Regions from separate parts of the Muntiacus reevesi genome. Here region 2 is linked to region 1. A link is a contact called in public Hi-C data. All regions are on one chromosome and are shown on one strand. The core of a region is the stretch at or near the end of the contact, and the rest is flanking DNA. Distances in the headings are between cores, read along the strand shown.

Region 1 (6,291 bases), core at 1,106-3,605:
CAAGGCGGGAGACAGGATAAGGCTGGAGTGTGGGTTCTTTGGTTCACTTTGCAGGGAGGGGGGTCAGGACGGGCTGAGGAGCCCAGTTCTAGGCTTCAGACTGGGTAGTGGGGGGCGGGGGTTCTGAGAAAGATGAAGCGAGCTGGGATTGGAGCCGGGGATGCGGGGACAGGTGGAAAGAAACCAAGAAAGAACTGGGAGCTATTCTGAGAAGGAAGTTTTGGGTCTGATAACCTGAGGGTCCCAAGGATTGAGGTTAGGTAAAAGTTATGGAGCAGGGAGGAAAGTCATTTACTGACTAGGAAAAAGGCTGGGAGGCTGAGGATGGGGGTAGGGGTGGGGCTGTCCCAGAGATAGAGTGGGCTATGCAGTTTAAACAATGGAACGGAGAAGCTGGGAGAATCTGTGGATGAGGCAGAAGCGATTCTAGAGGGCATATGGGAAGTTCTGGAGAAGAAAGACATTCTGGGGGCACGGGACTCTTCTGGAGACATTGAGGAGGAGTGTGAAAGCCTTGGGGGAAGTCTGGAGCTGTACTGAGAAATCCTCAGGAGAGGAGTTGGTGTGAAGGATGCAAGAAGGGATGTGAAACACAGAGGGGGCAGCGGGGTTCCAGGAGAGAAGATGTCCCAAGACTCAGTGTTGCAGTGGGGGTGAGGGGGGGAGTGTCCTAGCAGGAGCAAGTGGTTTGGAGGTTCAGAGGGGTTCGGGGCACTCTGAGAGTGGGGTGGAAACTATTATGAGACTTAAAGGGCAGAAGAAGCAGAGGGGCTCAAAGATAACCCAGGAGACGCAAACTTGGAGAGAGGCAGGGGATTCGGAGACGGGCAGAGGGAGAGAGAGGTGCTGGGATAGCCTGCAGGACTGAAGGCTGGAGAACTGAAGAGCGGGCTTCACGGGGTCTGCAGGGGATAGAGACAGTGTTCACAAGCCCTGGGACACTTTGAGGGTTAGAAAGCGATGTCTTCTGAAGATTTAGGGAGGTCCAAGAAACTGAAGGCTGGGGGGAGAGTCTGCTGAGAGTCTCAGAGGTGAGAAGAGATGAAAAGAGTCTGGGAAGACTCTGAGGGTTGAGGAAAGACCTTCTGAAAGCTCTCTATCGGGGTCCAGGAAAGGAGGGGGTGGGGCTGTTCAGGGAAGTTGTTTAGGAGATTGGCCCATCAGAGAAGAAGTTTCTAAGCGTCTAGGATGGACTAGAGAAGCAGGGTGGGGTTGAAACAAGTCTGGAGGGTTCTGAAAGCTGGAGAAACATCTTCTGAGAATCTGGGGATGGCTAGGAGAGGGGGATGTGTTCAGAGGGGTACGGGAGACCCAGGAATGGGGTAAGAGGCTTCTAAGAAACTGGGAGGCTAAGAGATCAGGAGGGTCTGAGAGGGGCCAGGGGCTGAGGGCGAGGATGGGGAGCTCCCTGAGGGTCTGGGAGCTCCCGGAGAGGGGAGGGGAATGGGGGCTCTGAGAAAGCGCTCACCCTGGCGGCCCGCGACGAGTAGGGATCCTCGAAGAGCGCCCACACCCGGGGCTGCCAGCGGCGCCACCACGTGCCGCCCGCGCCGCCCGCGCCCCCTGGCGGGCCCCCGGCGCCGCCGCCCGCGTCCTGGAAGCAGAGGCGCTTGAGTTCGCCGCCGGCGCCGTCCAGGCCGCCGCCGCCCGCGCCCGCCTCGTCGTCCAGACCCGCGTCGTGGGCGCCCGCGGCGTTGGCAGCGTTCGCGGCGCCCGAAGGGTCGGGTGCCTCGAAGGAGTCGAGCGCTTCCTCGGCGTCCCGGTGCTGCCGGTAGGTCATCCAGCAGCAGGCCTCCACGTCGGTCTCGTCGATGCCCCAAAAGCCGAGCTCCTCCTCGAAGAGCGGCCCGCACACGTCGGCCGGGCAGTGCAGCTTGCCCGTACGGTAGTAGTTGAGCACGTAAGCGAAGACACCCGGATGCCGGTCAAAGAAGAACTCATCGGCGCCCGGGTCGTAGTCGAAACGCGCCGCCGCCTCGGGCTCCGTCAGGCCGGCCAGCCGCGTCCCCGGCAGGGTGCGCAGCGTCGAGCGGTACGTCTCATGGCGCACGCCGCCCACGTTGATCACGATCTTGCCACTGTCGCCACCGCCGCCGCCGTGCCGCCCCATGGCCGCCGCCGGCAGCCCGGGGCATGGCTCGGCGCGCCGGCCCCCGGGCCCGCGGGGTGCCGGGGGGCCCGCCGGGGACGCGGCGGGGCCGGGCTGCGCAGGTTGCTGCTCTTGCAGCAACGGCGGTGGCGGCGGCGGCGAGGGCAGCGGTGGCGGGGACTCGGACGGCTGCGGCGGCGGCGCCGGCTGCTGTTTGCTAGCCGCCTGGCGCCCGCGGAAGGACGAGACGCAGACTGAGCTCAGCATTGGATGGGGGGCGGAGCGGCAGGGGCGGGGCGTTGTAGGGGCGGAGCCACGGGGGGAGAGACAGATGTGACTGGGTGAGAGGAGGTGATGGAGGAAAGGGGCGGGGCAGAAGGGAGGGAGAAACTGAATTGATTGGTTTTTGAAGGGGTGAGGGCGGGGCTGAAACTGGGAAAAGGCCCCAGACTCCAACACCGCCTAGATGGACGGGGCGGGGCCACGCATGCGACACACCGATTGGGTCTTTCTGAGATAAGGGGCGGGGCCGAGCGAGGTGTTAAAGGGGCTGGATGGGAAGCGAAAGTTGCCTGGTTTGGCCGCACTAGGAGAACAGAGGAGGCGGGGCTAGATGTGAGAAAGAGATCTGATTTAACTAAAAAAAGGAGCGGGGTGGGTAGAGGAATAGGACTTGTCCAAGCTATTTAAAGGGGCCTGACGGTCCGAGACTGGGGGAGGCAGGGCTTGGGCCACAAGGCGGATGGCCGTCCGACTTGGATAGAGACGGGCCTAAAGAGCCTGCAAGCAGTACCTGGTGGAGTGGGGCAGATGGAGACTGCCGGGTTGGGATTCTAACATTGCTTGGACGGGGCAGAGCGGATCTTAAGAAGAGGCAGGGCCACAGAAATCAGAAAGTCCTAATTCTGGGAGGATGAGAGGGTGGGACTGAGCGAGGGGCGGGAACTGGAAATGAAGAGTGGCACTGGGCTGAACTGAAAAAGAACAGAGAAAGGGGAACAGGAACTAAGACCCGGCAGAGAGGGGACGGAATGGGGCGAGGCCTGGAAACCTGAGAGCTTCTGACTAGGTCTAATGGAGGAGGAGAGGTAAAGAAAGTACCGGGTCAGAACTGCAAACTCGGCCCGATTAACCGGGGCTGGACCGAAAGAATGCCAGGGTGGATGGGAAGAGACTGAGAGAGGTGGGTGGGATCCACGAATGGTAGTAAACCTCTTGAATTGCCTGTGGAAATGCAAGACTAAGAGAGGAGAGGGGCTTTAATAAAGGATCTTGAAAGCAACCAGGGTAGGCGGGGGCGGGGCAAGGCTAAGAGTGTAGAGAATGGCTAAGGAAAATGTGAGACCTGCAAAGAGTACAAGGCTATCGGGATGGACGGAGCGGTGGAACCTAAACCGGAAAATCTTGGAGGCCAAATAACCTGGGAGAGAGTCCTAAGGGTCAGCAGGGCCTTAAAAGGCGGAACGCGGTGAGGGAAAGGGGACAAGGTATAGATAATGGCAGACTGCAGCCAGGGGAACCGAGGAATGGATGAGAACTGGTGAGGAGAGTCTTAAGGGAGGCGGAGAGGAGAAACTAATAAAACACCGGGAAGCACAGTCTAGGCTGAGGCAACAGGCAGGGCCGATAGGAAATTGGGCGGAGTCAGGTGTCGGAGCGTCCGGCAGAGAGGGCGGGGAGATCGGGGCGGGGCCAATGGAGGGCGGGACCAGAACTAGGCGGACCGCCTAGCAGCGGTCCGGCCCCGCCCCCTGGGCGGGCCTAGCCGCCGGGTATTCGGGCGCAGGCGCGGGGCAGGGGCGGGGCCAGCGGCTGCGGCTGGGGCTGCGACGGCCGGAGGCGGTGCCTGTGGGAGGGAAGGGGGCTGGTCAGGGGTTGCGGGCCTCCCCGCTCTGCACTATCCCCGGCAGGTGCGGCGGCTGGTTGGTATCGCCTCCTTACCCATCCCCGCTCCGGCTTCTGTGTCTCTCATCAATGTCTCTTTCTCTGAATATTTGTCCCCCCGCCTCTGCCCTTACTCCTTTGAGATTCTGGCCCCTGCATTCTAAGTCTCTGCGCTCCGTCTGGGTCTCTGTCCCCCTCCTCTGAGTCTTACCTCTCTGCTCTCTAAGCCTCAGTCTCCTCTCCCCGGACGATGGCGGGGTCTCCCCACCCTCAATGTCTTTCTCTTGGCCTCTACCTTTTTCTCTGATTTCTCTCTCTCTCTGGCCTCTTTCTCCTCTCTTGGGTTCCTGAACTCCTCTCTCTGGTCTCTTTTCCCTCCTGTCTCTGTCCTTCCTCTTTGTGTTCCTGTCCTCAATACTCCCCTCACCCCAGGGCTTCCCCCCTCCTCTCTCTGGGTCTCTGTCCCCCCAGTTCTTGTTCTCTGACCACCTCCTTCCCTGTGTCTTTCCCCCCTCTTCCGTCTCTTTTGCCCCTCTGTCACTGCCTTTTCTCTTTGTGTCCTCTCTTTTCCTCCCTTGGGTCTCTACCCCCTCCCACCCGTGCCTCTTTGACCCCTTTCTGAATCTGTCCCCCTTTTTCTTGGTCTCTATCCCCACTTCTTTGGGGCTCTGTCCTGCTGTCCTTTGGCCTCTGTCCCTCTCCTGGATCTCTGTCCCTCTCTTTCCGGCTCCCACTGCATCACCCTCTCTAACCCTCACCCTGGCCAGGACTCGAGGCTGCGTCACTGCAGAGTTGCAGAAGTGGGGCCCGTCCTGCGGACCTGGGAGGTAGTTTCCTTCGACTCCCCCACCCCTAGACCTAGGATCCCCCACTACCCCCTGACCCAGTGTTCTCGGACAGTCCTCAAGCTCCCATGGGACCCGGGAGGACATTGGGACTTCTGCTCTTCTCTGCTCCAAATTCTTATGTATCCCTAGGCAGAAGCTGTGAATCCTGAGGTGAAGGAATGGGCTTGGGTTGAGTGAGGCTTTGGGGGCAGGTGGGGGTGGTGATGGATGCTAGGGCAGGGGTTGAGTGGGCATTAGAGGCTGGGAGTAAGCTCTGGGGTAAGGACCTAAGTCAAGTATCACCCCTTATTACCCTCCCACCCCACCCCAACTCTATACTTTTCTGCATTTGACAGCAGTCAGGCACTGGATCAAGTTACCAAATCAGCGTTTTTGCAGAGGTCAGAAGGTGTGGAAGAAGGTGCCAGGGCAGAAGGAAGGGGAGGAGGAAGAAGCGAGGAGGCTGGAATAGGGGAGAATATGGAATGAAACTCGGGATTAGAGACCATGGGATGAGGGGAAGAGGTTCGGTCAAGGATGATCCAGATTCCATCGGGCCCCGGGAAATGTGGATGCCCTCACTTCCATGTGGTCCTCTCCAGGCCCCACCGGAGTATGAGGGGGGATTTATGAGCCTGGATTCTCCATCCATACGGAAGGCTTCTGACGGCATAACGAGGGCTTGAGTTATGGGACACCAGCTTGGCAAACAGACCAGAGGGAAGTGGACTCGATTTTTGGCGACAGACACCAGGGGAGGGGAGGGCAATGTCTGTTCACGTCTTCAAACCCTTTCCCCACCCCTCTTCCTTCCCAATCTATCCTTTCTCAGGCCTTCAAGACACAAAATTCCTGAAAGCCCCAAACTCTCACCCTCGTCATCCTTGGCGCCCCCTCCTAACTCACCCTCTCTCATTCCCCAAAGCCCTGGAATTGTTTCTGACTTCCAAGACCCCTTTCTTGTTCCTCCGCCCACATTCCTACCAGATCAAAATCCAGGACGGACAGTCTATCCCGGGCACTAAAGCTGAAAATGTGGGAACTCTCTGACTCTGATCCTTGATCCCTCCGAGAGACCCTCCGAGTACCTCTCCGCTGTAATCTTTGAGTCCCCGTCTCCCTTGTCCCCCGCCTTCAAAACTGGGACTTGGACTGTCTTACCACCCCCGGACCCTGAGCCTTCTCCCCCCACCCCTCCTCCGTACTCACCCCAAGTCGAGGCGGGGCGGGGATGAGGGAATCCGGGGCTGGCGATGGGGGGAGGGGTGACCCAGCTCCGGCAAGCTCCCGGCAGCTAGAGGCTGCGGGGGGGGGGGTGACATCATCGCCGGAGGAGGGGCGGCTCAGCTCCCCCCACCCACCCGGGGGCTTCAAGCCCCGCCTTTATGGCGTACCCAGGGGTCCCGAAATCCCAAAGGTCGAGAGGAGGAACGGGAGATAAAGTGTGCGGGAATGGTATGCCCTCCCCTTAGAACAAAGGTTGGGAAACCC
Region 2 (6,291 bases), core at 1,713-4,212, 360 kb after region 1:
ATGAAGAGGCCTTCCAAAAAGATGCTCCGATGCACCCCATTCTGAGCTAACCCTTCAGAGAACACAGCTTCTCACCCCCTCAGGTACTTGTCAGCAAGAATCTAAAACTTCCCAGAGACTACACTTTCAGTTCTACCTAGTATGTATTTAGAAAGTAATCTATGTCCATCAATCTCAAGTCAACTTTATTAGTGGGAATACAGATTTAGGCCCAGATTTCATTGAATAGAGGTGAGGGGAAAACCCTCCTAGAACTGGGAACAGTTGTTTCTTTTCAGGTAACACACATACCCATGCCTACTTGATGATTTAGCTGCTGAAACAATTGTGAAACATTCTCCAAAACTTGAAACATTTTGTGAGACAGTCTCCAGATAAACTGTGTCCTTTGACAGTGGCTATTGTATAAATTGAGGGCAAACTTGATAACTGTATCAGTTTACATAGGCATGATTCATGGGAAGCTGCCTAAACTCTGCTGGAAGTTACATTGTCTACAAATTCCACCACCACCACCTTACAATATGACAATGATAGTGCTTCTAGCCTTTCTGCTTCTTTTCTGCTGAGTCTGAAAATTAGACTTTGGATTAGCCTTTTCCCCTGAAATCCAAAAACTTACACTGGGCCCTCCACATCACATCTGTGAGGCCCTGGAATCAATCCCCATGGATACCATGGACAGACTATACATCTTCCCCTTCTGCAGTCCATATTCCTTGTCATATTCAAACCTTACCTTTGAAGGCAGGAGGCATCACTATCCCCCACCCAACTAGTCAGAGGACTGGGGCCCATCTGCTCCTGGTGGATTGTACCCATTCTACAGACACAGAAACTGAGGCTCAGGAGAGCAATCATTTGACTAACATCTCTAAGCCCAAGAACAGAACAGTTGGGCTTTGCATTATGGCTGGCAGATAAATTAGGTCCCAGAGAGGTTTAATGCAAAGTTACCGCAAATGAGGGTGAGATAGTTTAGACCTGGATGGGTCAGGTACTGGGAGCAATGGTTCTTACCAAGGTGGGGTGGGTGGCCTCTCAGCTTGAAGACACACCTGTAACACAGGAAGGATTTGGTGAGGGTGGGGGAGGAAAGTCTTGGGGTGGGGTGGGGTGGGGGGGAATTCAGAGAACATCAAAACCAAGGCCCCTCAGATCCCCAGGTGTCAAAGGTCCTGGGGGCACTGTGTCCTCAGGGGGTAATCGGAGCCCAGTGCTGGACATCATGAGAGCCCGGGTCCCTCTGCAACCAGGTCCCAGGGCCACTCACCTTCAGGGACAGAAGCCAAGCAAGCTGACAGTGCCTAGAGATTGGAAAACACAAATCCATCACAGGGTACAAATGCCCACAGCCTTCCCTGTGTGACACCAAGATGCTCTCTCACCTCCCCAGTGTCACAGGTCCACAGAAGACTGTCCTAAACCCATCACGTAGAGAGAACCTACTGACTACTTCCCTTGCCCAGTTTTGCAGATTTCCAGCATTGACTCTACCGGCTGCTGACCCTGAACAGTGACCACTAAGATGCAAATCCCTTGGAAGAAACTGTCCAGGGGTGGGGGGCGGTGTATAAGGAGGAAAAGTGAAACCTGAAGCACAAGCAGCAAAAGCAGTCACCAGAGAGCCTTAAAATGCAACCAGTTTTGAACAAAACAGTGAAAGACATTTTGGAAATGACAGGAACTATGACCACAGAGCAGATGGGAGATGGCCTCCTTAAGGAATCAGTCTCATTGAGGATGATGACAACACTGACATTAAATAGAAAAAATGCTATTTTAGAGACACTGTGTTAACTATTTTGGATGAATTAAGAAATTTATTTCCAAAACATGAAGTACACAAAAAGAAAACATGGCGAAACGTCCTGTTAAGCGTTTATTTCTCTGTATGTTTGGGGATTTTAACAACGAAAAAGCAATATATGGGACAATGGCAAAAGAGTGATGAATGGATGAGAAACTGCCTTCCACTTGTGACAAGGCAACAGTTAGGATAAAATTAACTGTTTTCTAAAAGCAACAAAGTTGGAGGAGATTCTTGCTGGGTTGTGGTGGGGAAACAGAAAATCGGCTAGCTATTCCTGGGCTGGATCTCCTTGGAGGAGGTGTGGTATTGCTCGGGAGTCGGGAAAACGCTATCCATAAAGTTCCATTAGCCCAGAACTAACGCTTAACAAAACTCTGATGTTCTGAGCAAGCACAAAACTGATATTTAAATGACTGTGTCAGAAAGATTCCTGAAAATGAACGAAGGCCCCATTTACTTTGTCCGACAACTACTCCCCTCTGGTTCTGACACAACCCAGTAATTCACTTAAGAGATCCCACTCCCACTTCTTCCGTGGCAACCCTCGAGGTCCTGTCTCTACCTCCCACGCGGCCTCTGTTCTACATCGCACAAACACGCCAGCCACATGAAATCAGAATACATAAGAACATTTCCTAAGGAGAGCACGTGTAAGCTAACACTGGAGTGGAAAACCTCAGGCAGAAAGACTATGTCATAAGTCTACCCTCCCCACCTTCCCCCACCCCGCAAATTCCCCCCAGAAATTGACAAGATGGCGGAGCCCTGAAACGTGGGCAGCAGACACGGCGCAGCCAGACTGCGGCGCAAAGGAGGGCCAGCCCCGGGGGTCCGCCTTCGCTTCGGCAGCAGGACTCCTCCTCCACCCCCTGAGCGCCCCCAGGGAGCCATCACCCTCTCCAAGTGAGCCACTGCCGCCCCGAAGGGAACACTCAGGGATCGCCTCGAGGCGCGGGTACTGAGTGCTTACGAAGGTCCTGACACCGTCCCCGCCACGGCGTGCCCGCCCCCGCTGCAGCCCCGGGCACACACGTCACGCGTGACCGAGTCCCCAACGCGTGCCCTCCGGCAAACACCAGCCAAAATAGAACCCTCACCTCCACTCTCCGCAACGCGTGTGCGAGCCCCAGCGCGCGCTGCTTTATTGCGCGCGCCGCTCGCACGGCCCGCCCCGCGGCGCCAGGTGGGCCCCGCCCCGGGGCGTCCAGCAGAGACGCCGGTGTCGGAATCTGTACTTTGGTGCTTGGGGAGGGAAATAGGTAAATAAGAATAAGAATCTTCCTAACAGGAGATGAGGTGAGGGAGGCGGAGAAAATGGGAGCAAGCAAATATTGGGGCCCGTTATCCTGCATTAGAGTTAGGCAATTCTGTGAACAGCACGAGAGGCGGGCCATGGGGGAGAAGGACCCCCTCCCCGAATGTGGGCGGGGCCGGAAGGCGAAGCCGCTGGGATCGCCAGCGCGGCAGCGGTGAGCGTGGTGGCTGCGGGGGCTGCGGGGGCGGGGCCTACTCAGTCCTAGCCGCAGGTGGGAGGTGGGGCCAGCGCGGAGATTGACAAGGGGGCGTTCCGGGAAAACGTCTGCGTGGCGCGTTAGAGGCCGAGCCTGCGCAGTGAGAGGTAGGCGGGGCGGAGCAGAGGCTGGAAGGCTGGCCTCCCGCCTGGGTCGAGGGAGGAGGGGCCTGGAGGCCCGGGCTCGCCTGGGAACTTGGATTCTTGGTATGGTTGGCGATTTGAGGAGTGCCTTGCAACTGACATGATTGGAAAAGTTTTTTTTTTTAAACATATGAAATGAAACCTCTACTTCAATCCTCCTAGTGCATACAGTCGACAGTGTCAACAGGTTGGTGTGGACTTTAATTTTATGGACACGCGCGCGCGCGCACACACACACACACACGTCTTATGGGTAAAGATGCTTTTTTTTTTTTTTAACTCGTTTTCCCTTACTAGTCTCTTTCCATCAGTATACGGAGTGACCTCATTCCTTAAGCTGTAGCTAAGTATTCCCTTGTGTGAATAGAACACGCTTTGTTTAGCTGGTTCCCCTGATCACCTGGGAGAGGAGGCTGTGGTCTGAAGTAAAGGGAAGAGACCTAAATTCTGCACGTTAAAGAAGTGATAACGTTTCCTTCACTGGTTCTGCCTCACTCGGGAATGCAAAGTCCTCACTATGGCCCACACCGCCCAGAGTGACCTGGTCTCTGTTCCCTTTCAGCCCTTATCTTTCCTTCCTTTCTCGTCCTTGCTCAGGCTACACCAGCACATTGGCCTCGCTGGTCTTCCTGGGTCCTGTCAAGGACATTTCTACCCCAGGAACTTTGCTTCTGTGGTTTCCTCTGCCTGGAACTCTTTCCCCCCAATCAATCCCCATGGCTGTCTCTGTTCAGTCCTGTTTCCGCTCAGAGGTCCACTTAGCATGGAGCCGATGCCTGTACACTCTATATAACAGATGCTGTCCTTTCCAGACTCCCTGACCCTCTGTTCAGGGAGACCCTGGTCTCCCTGACCCTCTGTTCTTTTCCTTCATAGCTCTTCTCTCTTAACATATCTACTTGTGGGCATTTTTTTGGGTTTTGCGGGGTAGGGGTGGGGTTGCCTCCCTGCCAAGTTGTCAGTTCCTTAAAGACTAGGATTTGTGTCCAGTTGGCAATAGACCCCATGGCACATAGTTGCAGCTCACTTTTTGTTAAAAATGAATACACTGGAGAGCCTTTTATGGGAGACAAGGGGAACAATTACTGTAACAACACTTAATGAGCACACACTACAGACTAAACTCTAACTAGACAAGGGGAACAATTACTGTAACAACACTTAATGAGCACACACTACAAACTAAACTCTAACAGCCATGTACACCCATGGCTGGTTCATGTCAATATATGGCAAAAACCTCTACAATATTGTATAGTAATTAGACTCCAATTAAAATAAATAAATTTTTTTTTAAAAAGGTACAATTGGCTTTCTGTGTCCGCATATTCCATATACATGATTTAAACCAATCTCAGGTGGAAAAATTTGGGGAAAAAAAAAACAGTTCCAGAAAGTTCCAAAAAACAAAACTTAAATTTGGTGTGTGCCTCAGCAACTGTTTCCATAGCATTTCCATTATATTACATATTGTAGGTAAATCTGCAGATGATTTAAAATGTACAAGAGGATGTGCATAGTTTATATGCAAATACCCTACAATTTTAAAACCCATCTGTTGCTGTGCTGGGTCTTCACTGCTGCGCGTGGGCTTCCTCTAGATGCAGTGAGCAGGGGCCGCTCTCTAGTTGTGATACGGGGGCTTCTCATTGTGGGGGCTTCTCTTGTTGTGGAGCTTGGGCTCTAGAGCGCAGACTCAGTAACTGATTCTCGGGCTCTAGAGTGCGGGCTCAGTAATTGTGGTACACGGGCTTGGTTGCCCCATGGCATGTGGAAACTTCCTGGACCTGGGATTGAACCCATGTCCCCTGCATTGGCAGGCGGATTCTTGACCATGGGGTTACCAGGGAAATCCACTCTGCAATTTTATATAAGGGACTTGAGAATCCCCAGAGTTTGGTATCCAAGGAAGTCTTGGAACCAATTCCCTGCAGGTACTGAGGGACAACTGTACTGTCTTTATCCCCCAATCCCTCTGCAAAAACTGGCTACATGTAACAGCCTTTAAAATAAGTAAATAGGAAAGGAATGGGATGCTATAAGTTTTTTTTTTTTAAAGTTAAAGGAATAGACTTGTGTGGAGAGAAGTAAGGGGTGATGGCAGGAGCTGTAAGGGGTAAGGGCAAGAGGTGAAATGTGGGTGCCAGGAAGAGCAAATTGTTAGGGGGAGTCACAAGTGTGAAGAATGAAGTCCAAATAGCTTGGAGAGAGTCAACTGTTCAACAGACATTGCTTGAGCACCATCTGTATGCCAAGAACCTCTCCCACCTCTTTCCCCCAAGGCCCTCCCCCACCCATCCCTCTCCCCCAGAGGGCCCCCGAGGAGGCACGACATTTCCAGGGAACGCTTACAAGGTACTGACCTAAACGAACGTTCTGGGTGAGAAATACAGATTATTTGAAAATACACATCATTAATCTGAGTTGGAGGAATTTCAGAGGGGACTGAAAAAAGGGCAAGACTCCTGGTGGGGGTTGGGGGCTAGAGAGCAGGGCTGGCAGGTTGCTCGGCAGGGAGCCGCGTGAGCAGAGGAGGCGGGGGACATCCCGCTTCTTAAGTCCAGATGGCCTGGTTTGCCAGGAGGGACCAGAAATTTATGTAGTTCAAATAGGAAAAGAGACCTGGGGGAAGAAAGAGAGCAGAGAGGGTGAGGCACAGAGTTCACCAGCCCAAGCCTGATGCCAGTCGCTCTTCCAAGCCCAGCTACGCTCCCTATCACACCCCCAGACTCAGGTCTAAACCCAAACTCAGCTACGTGGTCCCCAACCCACTCCCAAATCCAAACCCCAACCCCGCCCCTACAACCTAACCCCATCTCCCTCC

The links. A called contact is a pair of places that touch in the nucleus more often than the background predicts.
Region 2: a Hi-C map of muscle shows a contact between it and region 1, with 6 times the contacts expected there. The contact joins the promoter of LOC136161603 here to the promoter of KCNC3 in region 1. A contact is called at or near these places in 2 of 3 Hi-C or Micro-C datasets (blood and muscle).

What each region holds. Positions count from the first base shown.
Region 1 is chr2:268,539,447-268,545,737 of mMunRee1.1, forward strand. KCNC3 (potassium voltage-gated channel subfamily C member 3) reads right to left here and starts at 2,356. Exons shown (of 7, transcript XM_065926555.1): 1 at 1,469-2,356. The coding sequence starts at 2,356.
Region 2 is chr2:268,894,843-268,901,133 of mMunRee1.1, forward strand. It overlaps LOC136161603 (Friend virus susceptibility protein 1-like), which reads right to left and starts at 2,963. Exons shown (of 5, transcript XM_065926605.1): 1 at 2,911-2,963; 2 at 1,021-1,058. It overlaps LOC136161638 (a long non-coding RNA gene), which reads left to right and starts at 3,557. Exons shown (of 4, transcript XR_010661748.1): 1 at 3,557-3,654. LOC136162334 (small nucleolar RNA SNORD88) reads right to left here and starts at 1,238; the gene lies at 1,148-1,238.